Linked DNA regions of Mus musculus: all the other regions are linked to region 3. The links are chromatin contacts, called in public promoter capture Hi-C maps. All regions are on one chromosome and are shown on one strand. The core of a region is the stretch at or near the end of the contact, and the rest is flanking DNA. Distances in the headings are between cores, read along the strand shown. Region 1 holds the start of Krba1 (KRAB-A domain containing 1). Region 2 holds the start of Jazf1 (JAZF zinc finger 1). Region 3 holds the start of 4921507P07Rik (RIKEN cDNA 4921507P07 gene). Region 4 holds the start of Pdia4 (protein disulfide isomerase associated 4). Region 5 holds the start of Repin1 (replication initiator 1).

What was found. Promoter capture Hi-C pulls out the DNA fragments that hold promoters and counts their contacts.
Region 1: a promoter capture Hi-C map of pre-B cells shows a contact between it and region 3, with 2.6 times the contacts expected there. The contact joins the promoter of Krba1 here to the promoter of 4921507P07Rik in region 3. A contact is called at or near these places in 2 of 39 promoter capture datasets (liver and pre-B cells).
Region 2: a promoter capture Hi-C map of liver shows a contact between it and region 3, with 4 times the contacts expected there. The contact joins the promoter of Jazf1 here to the promoter of 4921507P07Rik in region 3. A contact is called at or near these places in 3 of 39 promoter capture datasets (hippocampal neurons and liver).
Region 4: a promoter capture Hi-C map of pre-B cells shows a contact between it and region 3, with 3 times the contacts expected there. The contact joins the promoter of Pdia4 here to the promoter of 4921507P07Rik in region 3. A contact is called at or near these places in 2 of 39 promoter capture datasets (cranial neural crest and pre-B cells).
Region 5: a promoter capture Hi-C map of hippocampal neurons shows a contact between it and region 3, with 3 times the contacts expected there. The contact joins the promoter of Repin1 here to the promoter of 4921507P07Rik in region 3. A contact is called at or near these places in 2 of 39 promoter capture datasets (hippocampal neurons and pre-B cells).

The regions. Positions count from the first base shown.
Region 1 is chr6:48,394,088-48,398,854 of GRCm38.p6, forward strand. It overlaps Krba1 (KRAB-A domain containing 1), which reads left to right and starts at 1,499. Exons shown (of 18, transcript NM_001347152.1): 1 at 1,499-1,800. The coding sequence starts at 1,789. Gm16630 (predicted gene, 16630) reads right to left here and starts at 1,321. Exons shown (of 5, transcript NR_152250.1): 1 at 551-1,321.
Region 2 is chr6:53,066,966-53,071,926 of GRCm38.p6, forward strand. Jazf1 (JAZF zinc finger 1) reads right to left here and starts at 1,659. Exons shown (of 5, transcript NM_173406.3): 1 at 1,488-1,659. The coding sequence starts at 1,602. It overlaps Gm33097 (a long non-coding RNA gene), which reads right to left and starts at 1,030. Exons shown (of 2, transcript XR_377680.3): 1 at 1-1,030.
Region 3 is chr6:50,593,127-50,598,084 of GRCm38.p6, forward strand. 4921507P07Rik (RIKEN cDNA 4921507P07 gene) reads right to left here and starts at 3,464. Exons shown (of 10, transcript NM_027564.3): 1 at 3,317-3,464; 2 at 2,672-2,827. The coding sequence starts at 2,805. 5430402O13Rik (RIKEN cDNA 5430402O13 gene) reads left to right here. Exons shown (of 3, transcript NR_027892.1): 3 at 1,246-1,739.
Region 4 is chr6:47,810,581-47,815,754 of GRCm38.p6, forward strand. Pdia4 (protein disulfide isomerase associated 4) reads right to left here and starts at 2,932. Exons shown (of 10, transcript NM_009787.2): 1 at 2,637-2,932. The coding sequence starts at 2,724. It also overlaps the pseudogene Rpl35a-ps7 and a transcript of Zfp786 not described here.
Region 5 is chr6:48,590,542-48,595,765 of GRCm38.p6, forward strand. Repin1 (replication initiator 1) reads left to right here and starts at 3,342. Exons shown (of 3, transcript NM_001079901.1): 1 at 3,342-3,511; 2 at 4,250-4,435. The coding sequence starts at 4,291. Gm5111 (predicted gene 5111) reads left to right here. Exons shown (of 2, transcript NM_183309.3): 2 at 1-43.

The sequences.
Region 1 (4,767 bases), core at 249-2,748, 2.2 Mb before region 3:
GAGGCTGGTGGAGCTCTGTGAGTTCAAGGTCAAACTGGTCTTGTTACAAAGCAAGTCCACAATAGCCAGGGCTGGTTACACTGAGAAACCCTGCCTCAAAAAAAAAAAAAAAAAAAAAAAAACAACAACAACAAAAAAAACAACAAATATAAAATCTTTTCCCTTCCCTGAACACAATCATTGTTTGTCATGGTATCACATCCCAGACTACCACCCCTGTTATCTGGAGTAAAACTTTTTAATGTAAAGATTATAAGGGCTGGTGTGGAGGCAAAAAATAGTCAAAAGGGTAATGAATGGGCAGCAGTTGTTTCTGTAACTTTAACAACTGGCCATTCAGCCAGTTTGATGGTGTAAGCTCTTCTTAGTGACAGATGGCCCAAATCTCCAAATGTTGCACCAAGCCCAGACAGGAGGACACTTAAAGCAAAACAGCGTCAAGACACTTCACATGCTGTAAATTATGTCTTCCTTTTTTCTTTTTGAAAGGTTTTGAGAGGATTTTGTGGCTTAGGGATCATAGGTCCCTGGCTTGAGGCCTAGGACTTACCCTGAGATGCTACTGGAGATGGACTGAACTTTCAGTTTTCTTTTTCCATGCTGCGGTCCTGTCCTTAGAGTGTGAAGGAAGAAATTCACTCAGCTGTGCTGGGCAGTAATGTTAGTGGTCTCTGCTCGATCATGTGTTCTGGCATGCCAGCATACAAAGCCAGTATGCCAGTGGAGCCCACGTAGGCCAGAGTCACTAAAGAGCTATGCTGGGGTGGCTAGGGAGAAATCGTCCTTCCTCGGATCGCAGATAAGGGGACGCCCCTGCAGACATTTTTAGGAGTGGAGAGCCGAGAACAAGTCCTGGGTATGGTGGCTTCTGCTGTGGCTCCAAGCACCTGTTTCAAAGCTCCAAAAACTTCTCTTTGAGTTTTTCCCATACAATGAAGGGAAAGACGAGGGCTCCAGGAAGGAAAATGAGCCTCAAAGTGCAGCCTAAGGACTATGTCTGCACCACAGAGACAGCAGCACAAATGAATCCAGAGATGGGGCACACACTTAGTCCACACATCATACATATATTTAAGCCTAGCGTTTGTCAGGAACTACTGGGGCCGCCACCATCAGTGGGCAACACGAGCAAGCAAATAGTCACATAAAATGTAGTGATGCAGATCAGTGTAGCGGTGAGCCACTGTGCCCTGGCCCTCAGCCACTCAGGGTCGGGTTTACGTGACTGCAGCCAACGGGAGAAACTGGTCCCTTTTTATCCATGCATCCTAACCTGGCACCTGTACAGGGCGCACTCAGAAAGCGCCGGATGCTAAAGAGAACGGAGGAGTGGATGGTTGGTTATTTGGATGAACGGTTGTTTGCACCTGAGCATGCGCAAGCCGCAAGCTCGACAGGATGTAACTAACCAGTGCCAGGCGGGTGCCTGAACCTGAGGAGCTAGAGGTGTGAGGGACGGAGCAGTAAAGGAGAACCCCGCCACACCCCCTGAAGCCACGCCCCAGGCACGGCGCCCTCTGGGAAGTGTAGTCTGCGCTTGCGTCGTTACCGCTGTGAGGCTGGGGGCTGCGGGCGGAAGCGGGACCACCCCTCCCGGGATGCGAAGCGCCAGACCGACCCAGACGAGCCAACTCTGCGGTTCTCGGTGTAGCGAGTTCCCCGGCCCCGCTTCCTGTCGTGCAGAACTGGGCCGCTGTCCCCGAGGGTCTCGAGGGTCTCGGTGCAGCCTCCAGCCAGAGCCGCACCGGAAGCTGGGTGGGCCAGGGAGTCGCGAAGCTGAGTTCCGCCATGGCGCTCCAGGTAAGACGAGCCGTTGCGGACCGACGAACGCCGCGGTCGGGCTTCTTGGTGCAGCGCAGTCCCCAGGGCAACAGGCCCGGGAGGATCCGTCACCGCCGACTTTGAGCTCGAGTGAGCCGATCAAGGTCGGCCAGTGCCCAGAATTCCCTAACCAGAAGTCTAAGGCTCTCCCCTTCTCCCAGGACACACGGACCTGGAGCTTTTTTTCTACCTGGGGAACTCATTCCTTTGGCTTTTCATTACAAGATCGTGAGAGGGTGTGCACGACTGAAGCCTCAGCAGGTCTTGGGGGAATAACTAAATCTGACATTTATTTTTGTTAAGATACGTAATCCCCGTGAATTGGGCCGGAAAAGTGGGGAGAAAGAAAACAGATCGAAGTTAATGCTGGTAAAATATGTCAGTCCCAGAGCTGAAGAAGAGCCACATCAGTTGTTGTGGCCTAGGTACAGTTTCGGCAGGATCGTGGGCTGTGAAGATGCCAGGGCAGTTGCTGCACTGCCTTCTGGGTAGACACCCAGAGTCAGATGTGCAATTTTGGTCCACGAGCTTTGGCCAAACTTAGGCAACTGTGTTGAGGTCGTGGCTGGACATCACTAATACCCCACAAGAATCTCAGGAGAAACGATAAGCCAGGTAAATCGAACATTGTCTGGCCTGGAAGCGTCTTTTTTAGCTATGGCTAACAGGTAGCCCAAGACTCTTGCTCAGATACTCCCACTGGCCCCATCCTAGAGTCTGCTTATTTGGGTTTTCTGTTCTGTAGATGAGGGAATTGAACCACAGATCTCTCCAACCTGATGTTCAAGGAAGAGTATTCATATACTGCATAGAGAAGATGGTCAGGCACGGTCTCTGAGAGTACAAGGTCCCAGGCTAAGGAAGAGGGGCAGAGATGGTCTAAGATCTTTATGTTCATTGTGACAGGGGTGACAGAATCACAGGGGTGTGTGCACAGTCTACAGTTGGGGACAGTGAGTAGCAGCCATGGTACAGGGTCTGACCCTGGTAGCCTGAGGCATGCTGGGGCAATGGGGCTAGGCTGATACAAGACTGAGTGCTGAAACTAAAATTTCATACAGAGACTGACACAGTTTCTTAGGAAGCCATCATGGGAGTTATGAGCAAGGAGATTGATCATCTACAGTGGTCCTAGTTAATCCTGGAAGGTTTTCTTCTGATGATTGGGCAGAGGTCCAGATGGCAAGCCAGCGGTAGCTGTTCTGAAGTTAATCTCCCCATCCACTCTGTCTCTTCCCCTTCCCCACTCCCTGTCCTTCACACACACTCTCTCTTCCTTTGCTTTTTATTTATATTTTTGGAGACAGACTCTCATGTGGCTGAAGATGACTTTGACCTGACTGACCTTCCTACAACGGCCTGAATCATAGGCATGTGCTACCATATCTGGCTTTGTGTGGCACTGGGAACTTAATTCCAGCGCATGCTAGGCAAACACTTTACCATCTGACCAACATCCCCAATTCGACTTCTTCCATTTGGGAAAGCTCTGAAGGGAGCATCTCTCCACTCAGAGCGAGTTCTCATCCGCATCAAAACAAAACCCTGTCAGTGAGGATGGCCTTTTGAGGCTAGTTGGAGAGAGGCCTGGAAAACATTGCAGGCAAAGGCCTAAAGGAGCCAGCTATATTTAGCCTTGAGATAAAGAGCCACCTATGCTGCCCCCCAGAGTCAGGAGTGGTGTATAGAAGAGCCTGAGGTGGAGATTAGGCAGATAGCCTTGGTGACACGAGCCACAGCATTTATGCTAGATTTATTGTAGCCTATGGTAATTAATCCTGTCTGTACAGTATCCCTGTGGACTAGGATATGATCCACTAGTACAGATGAGTTTGCTAATGCTCAGATAGGGCAGCCATTTGGCTGAAGTCCCATGACTAATATGTGGTCATTCCGTGCACCTTAGGTTGTGGCTCTCAAAAGGACTGAGCAGTCTCACAAAAGACTAATAGAAATGCTGTGGCTTGACAGTATCCTCTGAATTTCACCTGTTAGGAACTTAATGCCTAGTGTCATGTTTATGCTTTGTTGGAAAGTCATTGGGGTTGATGGGTGACTGGGGGAGTAGTCTTGTTTAGAAGGCCTTTCTGGCTTGCTTTCTCTGTTTCCCCATCAAACTGTCACGTACCATACGATGTGGCAGGGAGGCCTTCAACCAGCATGGCCCCTTGACCCTGGATTTCTCAGCATCTGCAACTGTAAGAAGTCAATTTATTTTCTTTATAATCACCCTGTCTCAGGTATTCTGTTATAGTAATCGAAGCACAGGAGGAGGGAAACCAGGTGCCTACTTCTAGTGAGAAATGAAGCTGACAAACTGAAAATGCATGCAGATACAGCTGTTGAAATATCTTGCCTCCTGTCTCCTTTGTATTTCTATGTTAAAATACCTAAGATGGGTCACTTATAAAGAACAGATTTTGGCTGAGTGTGGCAGTGCACACCTTTAATCCCAGCACTTGGGAGGCAGACTCTCTTGTGAGTCTAAAGCTTGCCTGACCTACATAAGTTCTAGGACAACCAGAGCTACAATAGTGAGGCTGCCTCTCAAAAAGCAAACAGTAACAAACCAGATTTCTTTTCCCCCCACAGTTGTAGCTGCTGAGAAATCTAACGTGTAAGGCAAGGACCTGGTGCCTGGCAAGGGTTGCCTTAATGTGTGGTTAGCTGCTTTTCTGGTTCTGACCACAGACCTAGCAGAAACACCTAAGGGAGGCCAGGTTTACTATGACTCATGTTTTCAGGGGGTTCAGTTGTGGTCATTTGACCCCTGTACTTGGGCAGAACATTGTGGCAGCAAAGTGTGCATTCTCTACGTCTTGGTGATTGGGAGATAGGGGGTTGGGTATGAAGGAACCAGGAGTACTACATCCCAAAGGGCCTTACTCAGTGATGTATTAGGTCCACTTTGTAAAGTTTCTATAGCCTCCTAAAATCATTCAGCAG
Region 2 (4,961 bases), core at 409-2,908, 2.5 Mb after region 3:
ATCTTTCAATCAGCAGGTAGTCCCAAGTTAAGAAAGTTAACCAGATAAAAGTATTACTCATTCAACTTACATAAATTAACTGATGAAATGGATGGAACTTGGGATAACTGTTTTCTGTTATCATTTCTGTTTAGTTTAATAAGTAAGGGGAGTCCAGTGAGGAACTGGGAAAACTCGTCTTGAAACTGCATCACTACAGTTTAAGCCATGATGAGAAACTTTATACCTGGAGCACTTTTAGCTATGACTACTCAGTCACGATATGATTCAGCAGCTTTGCTACTCTATTAAACCGCTTTTCAGACCACCAATACTTGAGAGCATAGGTTCTTTACCTCACCTTTATCAGAAGACATGGGGAAAACTATTAAGGAGATACTTTGAAACTTTGAAAAATTTCAAAGCTTGACAATTACTCATCAGATTTCTGTTTTCAAAGGCATTCTGCAGACAGTTTCCATGATTAGCTCCCATTCTGGATGGCCCAGCAAATCCCGCTCTAAACTGGCACTTAGCGCGTATTAAGCGCCCACTGTGTGCAAGGAGAAAGCATTCTACAAAGCAAAGGGGCATGAGGCTCTGCCTCATTTTATTCGTGCATAAATGCACAGCAGTCGTGATTTACTCTCTCAACTTTGCAGAAACGTGAGCTGCATCCACATGGTCGAATCCATGTCATTCATTTGGTCTTCTCGAAGCAATTCACAGGTAGCCTCACCCAGGGAACCGGCTGCCCTCTTCACCCACCAGGCCACTCCGGGGAGCGGCCACACCTTCTGCAGGTGGCTGGGTCTTCTGAGCCAGAAGCACCAGACCCATCTCCCTCCGCAGGGGTGGGGATGAGCGTGCAAATGTGATGCAAGGACTTCCGTGGGGCGCAGGACTTAGGAGGTCCCTGGGTCCCGGGAGACACAACCGGCCCCGCGGGGCGCCCCTCCCCCGCGTCCCCGCGCCCGCGCCGCGCAGGCCCCGCGGGGACCGGCGCACCTCCGGCCTAGCCGCAACGCGGGCGCCGCGACACGCCCGCCCGCCGCCCGCGGGCTCCCCTCTGCTACCGGGGCCTCGGGGCGCTCCGGCCAGGGATGGGCGCGGCCCGCAGCCGCCCGAACCGCAGCCGCCGCGCCAGGCCGGGCCCCGCGCCCGCGCCGCTCAGAGCACGCAGCGCCCCGCGCCCCGCGCCCGCCGCCGCCGCCGCCGCGGCCCCCTCCCGCCGCGCCACACCTAGCAACCGGCGCTGACAGGACGCAGGCGGGGGAGGAAGCGGAATGGCTGCCGCCGCGGCGCCTCCCCGGCTCCCGCCAGCCTGACAGCTCGGGCCGGGCGGAAGCGGCGTGCGGCACCCGCCCCCCGCGGCCCGCGCCCGCCCTCACCCTGCGGCCGGCCATCCCCGCGCCCCGCGGCCCTCCACGCCCGCACCTTCTCGGGCGCCCGGCCCGCGCCACCCCGGGGCTCGCCCGCCGCCCGACCCCCGCCCACCCGGGCCTCACCGATGTGGTTGTCCTCGATGTGCTCGATGAGGTCGGCCAGCGTGGGGAAGTGGAGTCCGCAGCCCCCGAAGCGGCAGGTGTTGGAGAAGAAGGAGGCGGCGGCGATGCCTGTCATGGTGCTACATCGAGAGCCCCCCGGAGTCGGCTCTGCGAGCGCCGCGCGCGCGGAGGCGGAGGGAGGGGCCGGGGAGGGGGCAGGCGCGGGGAGGGCAGCGCGAGCCCGGGACGGAGGAGAGGGGGCGCGAGGTGGAGCGCAGCGCCGAGCCTCCGGGAGGCAGCGGGAGGCGGCGGGAGCTCGGGGGAGGGGGCGGGGAGGACTCGGCGGCTGGGAGGAGGGAGCAGGCGCGCGCCTGCAGCTGTGCGGGCCCCAACCTCCGCGACCCAGGCCTCACCTGGCAGCTCCCGCCTCCAACTTTACGTCCCTGGGCCTGCCCTTTCGCCCTGTGAGGTGCCTGCAGTCCGCTTGGAGCCTCCCTTGGTTATGCGCGCTACATTCTTAATAGATACACATCTATTAATTACACATGCTTTTCACCCCAGAGGAGCACTCAGGGAGTTACCCAGCCCTCTTAGGGACATTTGTTTGCACTTGGCCACCTGTCTAGGTGTGACGATGGTATTCACTAGGGACCCAGGAAAGGTAATTGTGTGCACCTTGTTCTTTAAACTTTCTCATTTAAAAAAAAAAATTAAAAAGTCCGTATTCTCTGGAGGTTAGTAGGAACTAATTGATTTTAATGAAGCTTTCCCCCTAGGCCAGAAGAAAAATCTTAGCTTTATTTAAATTTCAAAATAGAGCGCTTGGTTGTCAAGTGCATTTGACTGTGTTTTACATATGTATCACGTTTGTTCTCCCTGATTCTTCTGAGAAAACAAAAATCTCAATTTCTTTACCCCAAATTCCCGCACCTCCTGAACCCCGTGTTGTGGCTCAGGTCTGGCAGTGCTGCTCCAAAGACGAAAGGGGCAAGTGTAGAGGTTTGGAAATGAAAGTCAAAGCAAATTCGATTTTCACTTAAAAAGAAGATTTCACCAATCAGTTAGGATTATATCATCCTGTGAGCATTTAAGCCATACTGTTGACCAGATAGCCTCTTAAGAACCAGTTCTCTTCTGGTCTCCAACCGCAGTTGCAGTTACATTTTACCTACAAGGTGTATATTTTCTTCCAGGTGTTCAAGAAGCACCAGGAGATGTGCATGATTCGAGGGTGTAATTTTTAAAAAATTTATTCATGCATTCTGAATTTAGCATTTGTCTTTAGAACAATTTCATTTACCCGCTGGTGCATATACCTAGAAAAATAACAACCCTGTCTTTTTAAACTGCATATACCACTTGTGTTATCTCTAATATTAGGATTGTTAGGGCACTTCGTGTAAATGTAAATGCAGACATATGCAGTATTTCTGTCACCGGAGAAAATTTTCACAATCTCCCAGTCACAAAGGCTGAGGCTGAGTTCTCTCACCCATCGACATTTTTGTCTGGTCTGTCGCTTCTTTGAGCCTACAAGGTGACAAATTTGCCAAGGGGAGAGTTGAGTTGAGTATGGTTGGGGCAGCAGGTCATTAAAGTTCAGTTTGTTGCCAGAAATAATTTCCTGGGACCAAGTGAGGATGGGGGAAGGGCACCCAAGGGCTTGATAATGAGCCAGGGACCCGCTAGGCTGGAAGCTGGGGCCAGACAAGGGTCTAAAGAGCAGGAGGTAGAATTCTCCACCGTGAATTAGAATTTTGGCAACTGTGCAGTGTGCCCTGCTGCCCAGACAGGGAGGAAGGCCGTTAGCTGAGAGCAAGCAGGATATCTGGCAGATAGACTTCACGCCCAGTGACATGGAAATGCAATGAGAAAACTCCAGCCAAGAATGATGCCAGATCAGCCTCCTTAGAGATGCTAGGCACCCCAACTCTGCAGCAGCTGGGGGAGTGCCCCGAGCCTTGAGGTGACAATTCTGTTCTCAGGAGGAATGACTCTCTATGTGGAGTTATCAACTGCAGAGAGTGTAGGAGGCCCAGAGGTGGCTCAAGCAAGAGAACTCCTCCATGGAAAGGCCAGGAGAGTGTAAGGGAAAGGAGGAAGGAAGGGGGCTGGGAGCTATTAGTACATACCTCTTGGCTACCTTCAGTCCCTACCCTCTACTATTACAAAGTGTGCCTGCCAAAGTAAAAGCCTGGTCAGCCAAATTGAGCATATTGATTATTTTTAATGTGAAGAAGCAAAGTAACTATAAAAATGAATTATAATTTTCAAAGAGTTCAAATTATTTTGTGTGTCAAACCATTACATTTTGTGGGGAAAAAATCAGTATATTACTACAACTCAGCATAGAATTGGGGCTTGCTTAGTTGGCATCCTGCTCTTTTAATTGGCACACTTCTTTTCTCTTTTCGGTGTTTTAAAATCATCATCATTTACATCTTCAAGTCTACTGGTTTTGTATACACACCAAAGCAGCAATTGACAGGGACAAACCACAGGGTAACCACAGCAAACAAATGAAAAATAAACGCTTTGCAGTGAATACTTTACTTGTGCTCTATTACGTTTTAAAATGTTTGTTGCACGTTTGTACTTTTAGATAAAGTCTATATCTAGGCTATAAAAACCATGTAAACCAAGCACTTCATCCTGTGGCTTCCAAGAGACTGGTACACTTCTGTTTTGAGAAAACATTTATCTGTCTCACTTGGGGGAGTGAAGCTGTCTCAAAAGGGCAGGGTGGCAAGAGAACCAAAGAGTCAGATAAGAGAGTGGCCATGAACTACACGAATTCCCTGCCTCCGAGATCCTTTTTTTTTTTTTTTTTTTTTTTTTTTGGAAAACTGCTAGCCTCTCCCTGGAGCACTGTACCTCTCTGGGTCAGTATGTCTACTCAACATAGGGTGTAGAGTAATGCCATAGGGTAAAGGTGGCACTCCAATGACTTGCAACTAAGTGACATTACAGATAAGAGTCTCCTACATCTTACTATGCCAGGGCCCTCAGGATGGGCAGCTGCCAGGGAGGTGGGAACACGGTGGTTTCGTGGAAACACCTGAAAGCCAGCAGAAGGTCTGTTATGCCGTTGTCTGATTTCCACACAAGGATTTCAAGATACCCAGACAATCAAAGCATGCATTTCCTGTGCCCAATGTGGACCTGTGTCAGTGCTGTCAAGGGGACAGCCATATACAGGCCTCCAGGAAGTGCTTTTCAGGTTTACTCACTACTGCCTTCTTGGTGACTTAGGGGCATTCCTTTTACCCCCACTACTTTGAAGGATGAATGAGTTGTGAGATCTTCAGCAGCTCTGGGAAGTCTGCAGCCACCTCTACCGAGGTCTGATGCGTCCCTCTTTCCAGCTCTTAAGAACTAAGGCTGCACTTTCACCAATAGCAGCCCTTCTGTCAGAGATGGCATGTTTTCCTTAGGCTCTGCCTTCTTCCACAGAGCACTGTTACTGTTCTGCACTCTTGTTGCCCGCTTATGCAA
Region 3 (4,958 bases), core at 2,214-4,713:
CTCTGTGTTCCAGAATACATATAGGTGAAGCCTGGTATTATATGTTTTCACAGAGCTTCTCAGGTGATTTTTTTTTTTTTTGAGATAGGCTCTTACTTGGTAGCCCAGGCTAGCCTTGAACTCATGACAACAGTTCTTATTCAGTGGTACTGTCTTAGCTTCCCAAGTGCTCAAATTACAGGGATAAGCTGCTAGGATTATCCCTAGGTGATTTAATGTACTCTGACTGCTTTGTCCACTGCATAAAAAAACAAAGTAGGCTGGTATAATTGTATACTACGTTAACATTGCCAAATTAACAAAAAATGTGCCCCATTTTATAAGGGCATGCCTATGTCTGTGCTTAGAAACTAAGCTTCTGAAAGCTAGCGTACACCAGGACGTTGATTTCTCACTACCACTAGGAGGAGTGATTCCCTGGCGCACAGGGTCTCCTGCTTTCCGTTGTTTTTTTTTTTTTTTTTTTTTTTTTTTTTGCTTTGGTGAGTGCCCTGTGGTTTCCCTTGGGAGTCATTGACTCAGAACTTGTTTGGAAGCAAGCCTCGGGTATGACAGTGTGGAGAGGCTGCTGTTGTCTTGATGAAACTTCCCAGAGCATCCAGAACACCGAGGGAAAGGATCTTCTCGAGGCTGCCTGGTGGCTCCTTATGCAGGCGTTAAGAAGAAGGGTTGTAGGAGCCCATGGTCGTCCTGGTGTTGTGCTGGAGACTATAGCAGGAAAGTGCTCACATGAAATAAAGGGTAAAGCAAGGCTTGCTTGTGAGAAGCCAGGAATGGTTGTTCTGCTTTCAATGGCCTCTCACACTCTGGATGACTGATCACGTGGGCACTTAACTGTCTCAAATGTTTTCAAAAGCACTGAACATGTCAAACATCTGTTTACTTATTTATTATTAATAAGAGTATTTTGCCTGCATGCATGTACACCACATGTGTGCCTGGTGCTCAGAGATTTGGGAAGAGGGCATCAGATTCCATATAGCTAGAGTGTGAGCTAGCACCTGGACCTGGGCCCTCTGTAAGAACAGCAAATGCTCTGAAAGCTGAGACATCTCTCTAGCCCTGAAAAAAATTTCTTTTGCAAAGAGCAGGTTTATAAATTGAAATGGATCCATGAAACCCGACCAGGACAGTAAGAGCCTAAATGTAAGAGCAGTCTCTTGGAGAACCAGTATTGGTGCTCAGACCCTGAGGGAGACCCTTGAAGAGCTCCAGGCCTGGTAATAATTACTTATCATTTCACAGGTTTCAGACTGAAAAGCCAGAAAAAACAGGTAGAAGTTACAAGAAAGAAAAAGTCTTTTTAGAAACACCACAAAGAAAATGATCAACAATCAAGAACAGACAAAAGCAGAATGGATTGGCTGTGTGGAAGGTTTTTGTTTTATGAGTGTGTGTATATGCATGACTGTATGTATGGTACACGTGTGTGCAGTTGCCCTAGGAGGCCAGGAGAGGGCACTGCATCTTCAGGAACTGGAATTACTGGTGGTTGCAAGCTGCCTAATGTAGGATATGGGAGCCAGACTCACATCTTGAGAACCAAACTTGTGTCCGTAGGAAGAACAGCAAGTGCTCTTAACAGATGAAGTATCTTTCCAGCCCTACTTTGGAAGTGTTTAAACTGAGATAAGGTGGCTTTCTGTCTTAATTCCCTAAGAATAAAGAAAAAAGTTTGTTGTATGTGTTTCTACGCAGATTGTGAAGCCAGAAGTTGACATTAAACATCTTCCTTGACCGCACTTCACTTTTTGAGAGTGGGTCTCTCACTGAACTTGGGGTTTACAGATTTTACTAGACTAGCTAGTTATTGAGCCCCAGGGATTCCAGGGCTCCTCCTGTCTCTGCCTCCCCAGCACTGGGGTGACAGGTTCATGCCACCTTCACTTGCTTTTTATGTCCCTTTTAATGCTTCCTATTTTACTAGGGATCAAATTCACATCTTCAGGCTTGTGTGATCAGCACTGTGCCAGCTGAGACATCTATCTACCTATCCTCGTCTACAAAGAATTATTAGGGGTTTGGCCGTGTGAAATTAGAAGAACACACCTACACAAGGTACTTAGAAACAGAGCCTTATTCTTCCTCTAAAAATCAAGTAAATCACAGGGTTGGGGGTGTAGCTGAGACAGAGTTTGGCGAAATATGTGTCTGTACCCTACATATATCACAGGTGAAAGAGGGTAACAGTTCTACTCTATTCATGGCTGTCATGAGGAGCGAAAGGTCTACAACAAAACACAGCATCATGTTTGCCACCAACTCTGGGATTCTTTCTTGGCAGAAGGTGTTGGTGGGCAGGCTGTTAGTACCGTAGTGCTCTATTAAAACACTCTCCAAGTGAAGGAAGGGGCCATCCTAGGGTTCTAGAACAGGGCTGGAAAGGTAGGTTGGTGGTAGTGTTTGCCTTGCAGGCATGGTCTGGACTCAGTCCCTAGCAAAACACACACACACACACACACACACACTTGTAGAATGCAGTGGAAGAATATGCCTCCCTTGTTATAGCCTACAGCCCTTTTCCAGTTTTAACAGATTAACCATGTAGTTTACTCATGCTTTGCCTTCTCCTTCATGTGATATATGGGAGTGCTCACGTGTGTGTGTGTTATAGAAAAAGTCACGAATGCAACGACATCTTTCTCCTGCGTTTTTCTAACTTTTGTTTTACCTGGCTTGTGAAGCAGTTGGCCGAATAGTTGTTTCGTACGGGGTGTGCAGTCCGTTAGAGTAAAAGGTGTTTGACAGAATGTCAGCTCCTTCAAGGTTCCTGCAGCAGTGGGGCCTGCCGTGAATTACCTCCATGCTTCTTGCCTAAAATGTTAGTCTGGAGATAAGTAAATAGATAAAAATGAAAATTTGGACTTGTAAACTGCCTTGGTTAGACCGGACAGGAAACAGTTTCTGCTGGCAAAATTCAACTCATCGATGCACAAAAACCAGAGGCTTATTTTCTTACTGGCTGTGAGGGTCTGTGGATGCTGTCAAACCTGTGGAGATAAACTGAAGCAAACCTGCAGAGTGGAAGATGAACACATTGTGAAACAATTCATGTCTCACCTCAAATGTAACAATATTCAAGAACAATCAGGTAACTTCTAGCGCGGGGGCCTTTCTAAGCAGGGAGACTCGTCATTAACAGGTCAAGAGCCCTTCCTCTCAAGGCTCTGCAATTCTGTTTCTCAGGCAGTTAAACTGGGTGGTGCGCACCTCTGTCCTCATGGGGGACATTGGGTTCCCCAGAGCGCTGGAGAGAAGCCCGTCCCTTCGGAGGACTCCGGTCCCTAGAAGCCGTGCAGCCAGGGGTCGCACGCACCTGACACATCTGCCCCGGAGCGCTGCCCGACCGCGTCTCCCTTTCTTGTCTCGGGATCTGGTGGGTCTCCTCTCCGCGGGGCGTGGAATTTCGTGGTCTTCCGCACCTGCGGGCCCCGGGAGCGTGCGGGCAGGTGCGGGGGAAGAAGGCCAGAGGGCTGCGGGCAGGCCGGGGCGGGGTTGAGGCTGCCTGTGACGGCGGCGGTGACCGCGCACTAGGTAACACATCCTGAGGGTGGGGCGCTGGCCGACGTGTGGCGGGGAGCCCTTCAGAGGATCTTAGACCACCAGAATTGGAAGAGAAGCCGGAAGTGAGGAAAGAGGGCTTTGTGGCTAGGGGAAAGGTGGAACCGCCGCGTTTCCGCTTCAACCTCATGCCTGGCCCCGGAGTCTTAGCGCCTTTAAACTCCTGCATGTGCCAGAGGCGCTCAACTACAGACTCGGCCCCGCCCCTGCGCCCCGCCCCCTTCTCAGGCCCCGCCCACCCGCCTCTCTTCGCGGTCCCTGGGGCCTTTTTCCTTCAGGCCTGGTCCCGCCCTTCTACCCAAGTCCCACCTCTTCCCTCCCTCGCCCCACCTCCTGAGGGCACCAGTCCAGTCCTAGGCCCCGCTCCGGCTCCGCTGCCTCACGCCCCGCCATAGGCTGACCTCAGGCGCCCTCTGGCGGCGCTGGCTTGGCAGACTATCTGATCTACAGTTGCCCTAAGTTGGGTGGGTGAGCATGCTTTCTCAAGGTGTGAGGGAAACAAAAGCTCTGGTCCTGGGAAGGAGAGAGAGAAGATCTTTGTGTAAAAAAAAAAAAACAAAAAACAACAACAACAAAAAAAAACAGATTGTTACAGTTTGCAGTGTGATGTGCTCTTAAGTTCGTCAGAGTTACAGAAAAGCCCAAGGCAAGGAGGTATCTTTTCTACTAGCTGGTGGTTCACCCAGCTTCTCACAGCTCAGAAGAGTTGGAGATCTACTGGTAGCCTATTGAACACTATATCAGAGAAAGGGACACTCTCAAGTCCTAAATTATGGATAAAGCTCTTGCCATAAACCAACAGGATGAAGAATTTGGGAAGGGTGCAAGCCCTGGCCTACAGGAAGGGAGCTGGACTTTCATGGTATCAGGGGAAAAGCCATCATCTTTCTTCAAATCAGTACAGCAGCAGTGTTTGGCTTTTCTCAGTGCTTATGTTGCTTTCTGCAGAATTGAATATTAAAAACTGCTTGGTTTACAAAGGTCTTTTGAATTTATTATTTCCAATTAAGAGACAAGGGAAACCTGCATATCAGATCTTACACTCTCCTGACTCTTCGAGGAGCCAGAACAGTTAACACTCCCTCCCCCTGATGACTCTCGGGCGGGGGGAGGGGGGCAAATTCCAGCCTTGGGAACAGACGAAAAGCAGCATAGTCTAGCCTCCACATCACTGAAATGCACACCCCCTTTTGATTAACAACCAACATTTCTCCTGTGCAGAAGGGTCCTGCCCTTGAAGGAAGCAGAGGCTAATATCCTTGAAATGATAAAAGCCCACTCTGGGACTATGGAAAAGAGACAATTAAGTGTCCCCAGACAGCTGTGACGTTTGTAGAAATACACCAACTTCTGATAGCACAAGTTTCTTTTCCCAGATCACAAAGGTCCCTTTCCAG
Region 4 (5,174 bases), core at 1,682-4,181, 2.8 Mb before region 3:
TATCAGTTCTAGTCAGGGACTAGAGAGAAAGCACTGTGAAATTTTATCCCCTCTTCAAGCTAGGGAACATGGCTAGTAGAGGAAGGGAATCCTGATAGTCTACCCAGTTACAGGAAAGACTTATGCATACAGTGAAAAAGTAACCCAGCCTGGTGGTTGTGGGCACACCTTTAATCCCAGCACTCAAGAGGCAGAGGCTGGTGGATCTCTGAGTTCAAAACCAGCCTGGTCTACAGAGTGAGTTCCAAGACAGGGCTATACAGAGAACTTCTACCTCAAAACAAACAAACAAAAAACAACAACAGAAACCCGAACAAACCTTAAACAAATAAAAAGAAAAAAAAAATCAGCAAAAACCTGAAACCATGCATGCTTGGTTATCTCAGATTAAATTTTTAAAATTTTAATGTGAGATGTTATTTCTGAGTGTTTATTTCTGTTTTTAAAGTTTTATTTTAAAAATTATGTGTAAGTAGGTGCATATGAGTGCAGGTTCCCAGAGGCTCTGTCCTGGAGCTAGAGTTACAGGTAGTTGTAAGCTATCTAATGTTGGTTGTTAGGAATCAAACTCAGGTCCTCTGGTGGGACAGAACATACTCTTAACCACGGAGCCATTTTGCCAGCCCTCAGGATTGTTTTGTTGTGATAGAGATCAAACTTAGGGTCTTCCACATTTGAGATAACTGCTCTCCCACGGATTTACATCTCCATCCACTAGGTTTTTTTTTGTTTGTTTGTTTGTTTTTGTTTTAACTCTATCTACGTTCCCCTGATTAGACTTCACTTTTAAAGTCAAACATTCCAGCTTGGAAAAGCATATCCAAAACTTCCGAGTACCTTCTGAAAGGGTGCGATCTCTTTTGGCATAAACCAAATGAAACATCTCACATCCTGTCTACAACCACCTGATGATGACACTGCATCCCTGACCAGGCCAGGCACTGGTACTTACTTCTTCAGCAAGGCCACACTCCACCTTGCCGAGGAGCTAGTATTGGCTGAACAAACAATCATTAGGCCAAACTCAAACAGTAAAGAGTGAACAACAACAACAAAAACAGAACAACAACAACAAAAACCAGAACGTTAACTAGTGCTCAATCAGGAGAGATGATACTTAGTATGGACCAAGCACAATGAGTGAAACTGCATTCTGCCTCCCTTTGCAGTGCAATACCTTGCACATGGTAGGTAACTGATATATCACTAAACCACACTGCCAGCCCTACCAAACCTGAGAACCTAGCCTAAGAGGGCTGTCTTTGGCCCAGACACCCCAGGGATTCTTGGGTTCACCAAGAGCAAACACTCCCCCAGAGACAGCACCAGTGACCCAAAAGATATACCACTGGCTAGTCTAAACAACCTTTGAAATCCACTCACCCAGGCCTCTCAAGAAGTCACACTTTTCACACTTCCTGGCATTTTAACCCCTGCCCAGAGGCAGGCAGAGCTCTTGAGCTCAAGGCCAGCCTGGTCTACATGATGAGCTCCAAGCTACATAATGAGACCCCCATCTTGAACAAACAAACATACATCACCCTAAAACTGACCACTGTCTCACAACCGTGTAGTTTTTAACACGTTCTTAAAGCATACACCAAACTACACTGGTTCTCAAACTTTCATGTGTCCCCCACAAAGCCTATTCTGCTTTGAAAAGTGAAAAATTTGCTTAAAATGAAGACTCTGCCCTCTTTCTGTTTCAATGTATTTTGGGTCTCTATAAGAAATGAGCCCTCAGTCAGTTTGGACAAAAGTGCCAAGATATACTCATAGGTAGGACGGATAGTTGGCCCCTTTCAGCAGTCTCTTCATTTCTACTCTTTCCTACCTGGGCAAAGACTCATAAATCAATGATCCACAGGAATCTTACTCAACCTAGGAGTATAAAGTTCACATTCCCCCTCCACACTAAACTTTAAAAATGGGGTTTGTTTATATTAGACTAAACCTAGTAGGCAACAAGTTAGTGGTTAGAAGGGAAAGGTGTCGATCAGACCCGTTCTCTAGGAACAACGTTAACTAGTACTTCCTATTTTCAAAGTTTTTATGTTTTCGGTAGAGGATTTCGAAGAAAGGGTGCGGGCATAACGTCTATGAGTTACACATACTGTTCCTACTAGAATACATGCACCACCAGCCTCGACTTTCAAAACACAGTGCAGCGACTGGCAAAAAAAGGCGCTGAATAAAATGCTTGTATACGGCAGCTCCAGTTTCCATAAAAGACGAAAACAAAGCCTGAGTTATTTCTACTTCTTGATATAGATGCCCAGTATCTGCGACTGCCTCTTCCAGGTCCTACTAGCGGCCATCCCGCCTCCGTTTTCTAAAACCGGTTTTGGAAACGAGAGTATTCTCCAGAAAATTTTACTCAACAAAGGGGCAAATCTCAGTAGTGAGGGTAAAGAGACGAGCTGCGAACCAGGCACTCGGCACGTCCCTCCGTGTCCTAGTCTCAGGTAGGAACTAAAGAGGCCCACACCCCTAGATTCGGCCCTACACTGAAACTCCATTAAGTTCGTTGCTACCGGGTCACTAATTCCGCAGGGGTGTGAGCGAAGCACCCTGTCAGGCCCCAGCAAGGTTTGCAACCCACGCGAGCTGCTCCTCCGACCCGCCCTCCCGCTCACCTTCGTGTGCATCTCCGGCGCTCGCAGCAGCCAGCAGCTGTGTCAGCGCCAAGAGCAGGACCAACAGCCAAGCTTTCCGGAGCTTCATGATTGGGTGCAGAGCTGGGCCTGCAGACACCGGCCACCGCAGAGCACTCGCCGACCTCCCGAGCGACGCCGGAGCGCACCAAAGCCTCCAGGAAGTTCAGGCCGGTGATTGGTTGGAGGTAAGGAAGCCGCGGCCCGTCCAATCCCCGCACGAATCAGGGCGAGAGCCGTGGCGCCCCGCCTACACCGCCCCGCCCCGCTGCCTGAGCCCTCCGCGCGGGCGCGCCCCTCAGCTCCGCGTTTAAAACTCCGAGCCCTAGTGTGAGGTGCCCCCTTCTGATTGGCTGTGCCGCGACCACCAATCACGGGCTGCCACTCGGTTTGCTTGGAGCGCCCAGGTCCGGAAAGAGTGCGGGGGAGAACAAAGGCAACCAGCCCTGCACAGGGAGGCGGGGCTTGAGCACTCCGAGGGGAGGGATTGGTTGGGAGGTCAGCTCCCTTTGGCCAAGCTTGGCAGGAAGAACACGTGTAAGAAACTCAAGGAAATGGTGGGGTGCATGTGTAGGCTCGTCCGTCTGAGGCTGTCCTTGTGCAGGAAACTAAAGAGGACAGAACTTTTGGGAAAAAGTGAGATCAGAGATCCCGCCTCTGTTCCCCTGTTCTTTGGCTTCTTGTTTTTTCTGTTGAGCATATAAAAGTTTGAGTTTCTTTCCTAGATACTAGGTTCGGAGAGGTATATGAAATAGATTAGTTGTTTCAGAGCTGGGTGGGCTGACTCCAGGTCTGTGGAGGCAGAGACCCATGACTTTTAGTGATATCCTGTCGCAAAAAAAAAAAAAAAAGAAAGAAAGGAAAGAAAGAAAGAAAGAAAGAAAAGAAAAATTACAACTTGGACTCCATGACTAAGTCTATAAGTCAGAGTCTTGTCTGAACGTTGCCTTGTATTATGATTTTTCTGAAGAGAGAGAGAGAGATAACCAATCTAGTGATTTAGATCTAGAAATAACCGTGAGTGTTTTGGAAAAGAAACTAGGTTTGCATGTCAGAAAAGAAAGCTGTACTGGCATTAGGGTTAGCACCTGTGGATTAACATATGATATGACGTAGAAGACAAATGAGGCTAAATAAATAAATCTTAGAGAGTCCTGCAATATTTTCTGATGTATACAGGAGGAGAAAATGAGCTGTATTTATCACTACTCCCCTGGGTTGTCATTTTAGCACTATTAGGCTAGGTTCCTAGGCCAATTTGAATATGTGTTTTCCTTTACTCCTGCAGATCTCTCTCTAGAGAAGTAGTCCATTGGGATTGTCTATCTACTAGTGTATCTGTGACAATTCCTGCATGCATGTCCACAGCCAGAAGTTCAGATTATATGTTTTGAAAACTAAATTAAGACTAGACAGGCACACAACCTACATGCTCTGGATTCATGAGGTTTATGATTGATTCTATCTAGGTTAAACCACAAGAGATTACTGCAGTCTCTTGTGTTTTCTGTAGAACTCAGTGATGGTTCTACCTTTTTTATTATTCTGATATAATTCTTTTCTGTAGTTTCAACTACTTTGGAGTCTAAAGCAGATCATTTTAGCCCAGAAATTCAAAGCTAAACTGGACAAGAGAGTAATGCCTCGTCTCAAAACAAACAAAACCAGATACACACAAACCTATGACCTCTCCTCCAACATAAAACAAAAATAGCTCCATTTCTTTTAACTTTTATTATTTTATCTGTAAGAGTGTTTATGTGTATATACATGCCTGATGTATTCAGAGGTCAGAAGAGGGCATCAGATTTTCTGGAGCTAAAAAGTGGGTGCTCTAGACTCTCACGTGTGTTTGTTTTGTTTGTTGTTTGTTTTTTGGGGTCTTGTTTGGTTTTATGTTTGTTTGATTTTGCTTTTTGGTTTTGTTATTGGTGGTAGTGGTGGTGGTTATTTGGTTTTGATTTTCTTTTTTTTTTTTTTTCTTTTTTCTTTTTTTTTTCTTTTTTCTTTTTTTTTTTTTTTACAAGAGCACAAATCTACTTTTATTTATTTACTCTCCATTAGTTTAAATCTGGGATGGGTACAGCATCACACGGATTCTGTGTCCAATGGCCTTTGCAGGAAGGTGGCTTCGGAATTTGGCACGAACCATACAGCTGTTTCCGTGGGCCCGAGTGACTTTTCCCCAGATCACTCTGGTTTTGTTTGGTTTACCTCCAGGAGTTGCTGTATTGTGTTTTGCTTTATACACATAAGCACATCTTTTGCCTAAGTAGAACTCCTTTTCATCTCGGGCATAAACGCCTTCAATTTTAAGAAGAGCCGTGTGCTCTCTTTGGTTCCGGAGACCTCGCTTGTAGCCAGCAAAAATGGCCTTGCACCACAGCCTTCCAGACATATTTGCTGTTAGAAGTCCTGTTCCCAGCAGGCCTCCACAGGTGCCAAGATGGCGGAAAGAGTGGTTTTGATTTTCAAGACAGGATGTCTCTATGTAGCCTTGACTGTCCTGAAACTCACTCC
Region 5 (5,224 bases), core at 2,092-4,591, 2.0 Mb before region 3:
GAATTTCAGCCTATCCAGTGTTGCAATAAACAAGAGTGAATTCTAATTATTTTATTTTATTTTATTTTATTTGGTTTTTTGAGACAGGGTTTCTCTATATAGCCCTGGCTTTCCTGGAACTCACTTTGGAGACCAGGCTGGCCTCGAACTCAGAAATCTGCCTGCCTCTGCCTCCTGAGTGCTGGGATTAAAGGCATGCGCCACCACGCCCTGCTGAATTCTAATTTTTTATCATCAGTTTTCCACTGTGTTGGAGACCTAACCAGGGCCTTCCTGGTAATCACGCTGCCTCTGAGATATACCCCAACCCAAACTGTGACAAGGCAAGGGAAAGGACTTTGAGCCTCTAGGGGTGGCAGCTTGTGAAAGGTTGGTGGGGTTCATAAGGGGCAGCCAGCAAAGCTTGATGATGGTTTGCTTTGGTACTGTCTCCGGCCTCCCAGGGCTTCAAGCTGTCCTCAGCACCGTTGCTATCCTCAGTGGTGGGCATCTTCTGTCTCGTAACAGGCCAGGAAGGACAGAGTGCCTTTCTGCATCTACTCCTTAATTGTCCTCGGCCCCAGCAGCAATCTTTGTATGGGAAGGTTCCCGCTCTGGTCTCTCCCACTGTTTTCTTTTGTTCACCAGCTGGGAGAGCCAAGGAGGCAGGGTTATGTAGGATTTTACAGCCAGTGGCTTGTCCTTTACCCAGGTCTGTGTGGGATTTGCCTATTGCATTCTCTCTCAGAACAGCTCTGAGGGTCCTTCGATCGGCCTCACACATGTTGTCAGAGGCAGCAGTTAATATGCAACATTACAGGAAATCTACTACAGTGAATTCTCCCATCTTCTCCCACAACACCTCAATTCTAGCTTTTCAACAGCCAGCCAGCCACTCAGAAATCATTAACCAGGACTTTTATTTCCAGTGACGATATACTACAGTTAAAAGCCTCTCACCATTTTCTCTCATTCTGGGAAGCCAGCATAGGTCATGAGAAGACTCAGTGCCTACAGAATAGAAGATGTTTCATTTTGATTAAATATTTGTGGTATACATAAACTAGCACTGCCCACACATAAAACTGCAGTGGTTAAGGGTGAGGCTGGGTAGTGCTGCTGTGTTCTCATCACCCACCCACCATGCAGCTGTGTGGCCCCTGGCAAGCCTCTGAACATCTCCCAGGCTCAGAATGTCATTTGTAAAATGAGGAGCAGAGAGTTTGTTTCATAGGGATATTGAGGGGATGAAATGAGTTGTGTATTTGAAGAGTTTATCACCACACTGGACATAAAAATCAAGTCTTCCTGAGGGTTTAAGCATCCCTATAAAACATGCAGGTGAAACCAGTGGGTCTTACTGCATGCTCTTCTGCAACACACTGTTGTGCTGGACACATGCTCTGCCGATGCCCCTTCTATATTTGTGGTGAGGGAATCTCTATAATCTCAGCTGTACTTCCCACTTATTAAGGACTCCACAGTAAGAGGAGAAGTATGACCCACATAGTGCAGAGATGCACATCTCCACTCTCTCCAAACACAAACAGGGTTTCATAATATTGACACGTTCTAAAGTTCATGTGGAAAAACAGAGGAGCAGTTCTAGACAAGGAATTTGAAAATCAAAACAAGACAGAATCATCGTAGGGAATACTGAAACCGTGAAGTGTTAAAATCCACCGTCTGCAGTGAAACTATCATCATAAAGAGTAGCGTGGCCTGGGCAAGATCACTCTCCAAACACAAACAGAAAGGTGCACACCAGAAAGAAAAGGATGGGCAGGTTTTAGCACATAAAGCCAAAATTTTATCACTTCAGAAATTAGCGTTGCTAAGTGAGGTGGGCATGCCTGTGATCCCAGCACTTGGCAGACAGGCCACCGGGTTTGGGTATGAGGCCAGTGGGGTCTGCACAGTGAGACCTTGCCTCCCACCCCTACACCCCCAAAGAACAATCTTTTGGGGAAAATATTTTCCACACATATGACAAATGAACATCTTTAAGCATGAAACCCAAACAACCATCCCAACTTCCCAGCCTTGAAAGTGAGCAAATAGAAAGTCAGGCAAAGATAAATTCTCAGTAGTCATAGCATAAACTGGTTTAAAAAAAAAATCACACAAAACAAACAAGTCAGGAAACCAGCAACCCAAGAAGCAAAAATTGAAGCAAACAGTCATTTTAATTAAATTTGGGAAAATAGCCCATGTTGTCAAGGAAATGGAAAAAAATGGTCATTTCTCAGGGATAACTGATGAATCTTGTCTTTGACCATCTGTTTCTACCTCCAAAAGTTTGAACCTGGACATGGGTAATGAGACATTAATCTATAAGGACATAGGAAAAATATGTAATCGATTTGCATATTTATACAGCCATTAAACTATATATATATATATATATATATATATATATATATATATATGTTTTAATATAATATATAAGAGAACAACGAAATGGGAGAAAACTTACAATATCTTAAGTGAAGAGCCAGCATGTACAGTTGCAAGGGATAACCCAGGCTTCCCCAATATAAAATACTATTCAGAACACTCGAGTATGTCAAACACCGAATGTAATTGGCTTTAGGAGGCTAATATATGAGAGGGCTAGATGGCCCTTGGGAGAGATTTTAAAAGTGTTTTTTTTTAAAATAATTGTACAATTCAAAGCTTGTCTCTGTTGAAAGCATGAAAGGACACGAAATTGCACTGGTCTGGAAGTTCCAAGATGGGGTTCTTTTGGAAAGCCAAGGCCACCTGCTAGTGGGTGGTGAGTCATGGCCACAGGCTTGCACCTGCCTCCGCAGACGCCACACTGGCTGCTGTGCGTTTCCAAGGGTAAACGACCCATTTGTGCCAACAGCCACCTGGGCCCGGCCTGCATCTCTAGAGCTTAGGCCACTCCGGATCTTAGTTGTGGGAATAGAGGGCCTTGCAGAATTCACAGTTGCGGGCCATTCATTCTTCATCCAGATGCGCTCTGTTGCCGTGGTGCTGTGTTCCAGCCCTAAGCTAGAGCGGACTGGGCAAAGCCCCAGGCTCGACGCCAGGAGAACCGTTGGTGCCCTGTCTAGTTCTCTCTGGCTCTGAGTTTTGAAAAAGACAGTAAGGGTGGACCAAACACAGTGACCACAGCCTGGCCACAAGGTGGCCCAGGGGCGAGCATCCTTTTCTGGGCAGAGGGTTAGGAAACTGAAGCTCGGGCCGGTGGCCAAACCGGAGCTGGTGGCTGCCATGGCGATGGAGCCGGGGGCCCTCCCTGGCCTTGTGCCGGAGCGGCAGTGCAGCGGGGTGACCTGGCCCGCCCCGCCCCCAGGCCGCGGCCGCCTAGCCGAGACTGACCCTCCGCAGCTCCTGTAGTCACGTGGAGCTGGGAACCCAGCGCGTGGGGGGAGGTTGGGGACGGGCCTGGCAGTTGTGAACTCGAACCTGCCGCTGTCGCCGCTGCGGGGCGGGGAACCGGCCGCAGAGGCCGGCCTGGTGCTCTATGGATGGGCGCTGCGTCCCTGGAGGGCACGCGGGAGAGGTATGGGTCGAGTAAGGGCGCAGGGGCCACCGAGGGCGTGCGAGGGCAGCTCCACCTGTGGGGCGCGTGACCGTGAGTGTGTGCGGCTGTGGGGTTCGCGCGCGCGCGCGGAATATGAAAGGGGGGGGGGAGTGTTGAGGCGCGGGGCGAGCGCACCTGCGCACAGGCTCCGCGGGCTGCGCTGTGCGTGGGACCCGAGATGGCCCACTGGCTGGTCCGAACCGGTCCAGCGAGCCAGCAAATGTGGACGGAGGACACGCATCTATACAAAGGGGGAGTGTGTGGGCCTGCTGCCACCCGGGGCTGCCCTAGATGACCAAGGAAATTCTGGAGAGTCCTGGGCACTCTGGCGCTCCCTGCGTAGACCCTCGGGAGACAGGCCTGGAATTTATGTTGCGCGGAGAGTGGGGGAAGGGGAGGCAATAGGGATTCCAGAGTTACTGCCTAGGCAGCCCTTTGGCCACTGAGAAAGAGCCTTGCAACAGATGGAGGAGGCTATTCTTCTGGGGCCCTACCAGGCTAGGAGGTGGCCTCCAAAGGCAGCACTGTGCTTCCTCAGTAAAGGGTCATGCTCATGCTTTATTTAGTTCAGTGTCCGCTAGGTCATTCGACCAGGCTGGGTATGGAGTTCAAGGCTGAACTCTGTAGCCTTGAATCTGGGAGAGACTGGGTGATGACACAAACCTGCCCTGGCTTAGCGCAGAGCCTCACACTCGTTCTTTTCTCTCCCTTCCCCAGGTAAGGCTGACCTCTCAGCAGTTAGAGGTCTGAGCTCTGCCATGGGGATAGGGATGTCTTTATTGCTACAGTTTTCTCTGTCATCCGGGGGCTACCGAAGTGTGGGCCGAAGCAGCCGAAGTCTCCCCAGGAACATCCCCAGAAGGAGCTGGAAAAAGCCTCACCCCCAGCTCTTCAGTCTTCAGGGTAGAGTTTGGCCTTTCTTGTGCCCTCAAACCAACCCATAACTCCAGCGCTCATGTCTCCTATACTTGCAGGACAGGGATGTACTGGGGAAGGAATCCATTCTCCTATCATGGAGTCTTCCCTGGGTTCAGGCGGGGGTGGGAGTTGGGGGTTGGTGGGGTTGAGTCATGTCTGTAGTCCCCCAAAAGAGAGCAGGCTGTAAAGGAATTCAGGAGGTTTTGCCCGGACAGAGGCCACGAACAGACATGAAAAGGTCCCTGGGAAGTCTTACTGCCACCCCTGAACTGACTCTGTGTAGGAGGCTCTCAGGAATCTGGGTTCCCCTGTGGGGTATAGCTGAAGTGGGGCAGTCCTTGGCCCGGTTTGGGCAGGACCAGGCAAGGGACAGAGATTATGATCTCTTCTTCCCACCCCTTTCTTTACCCCAGTAATCCCTAGCCCCCTTAAGAGATGCTGAGCCAGGGTTCTCCCTCACTCCAGGGGAGGGGCAGCAGACTGTGGGTGTTCCTTGGATTGAGAAGTGCTTGCCTCTCCCCCCTCCCCCCAATGTCCCAGTTGCAATTGCTTGGGTGTGGGTGGAGAAGGGCTGGCAGGCAGACTGTGGGTAGTCTGGACAGGTGGTGGCCTGGTGTTAGTCTGTGCTAGTAGAGGCACCTTGCCCACCTCCCAGGTCTGAAGAAAGGCTGTTTTCACTTGCTCTCCAGGCTTAGAGCTGAGCTGGGGAGGCTGGAAGTACCTTCCTCAAGGTTTTAGTCAGATGGTTTTTGAGGAGATCTCCACACACCTAGG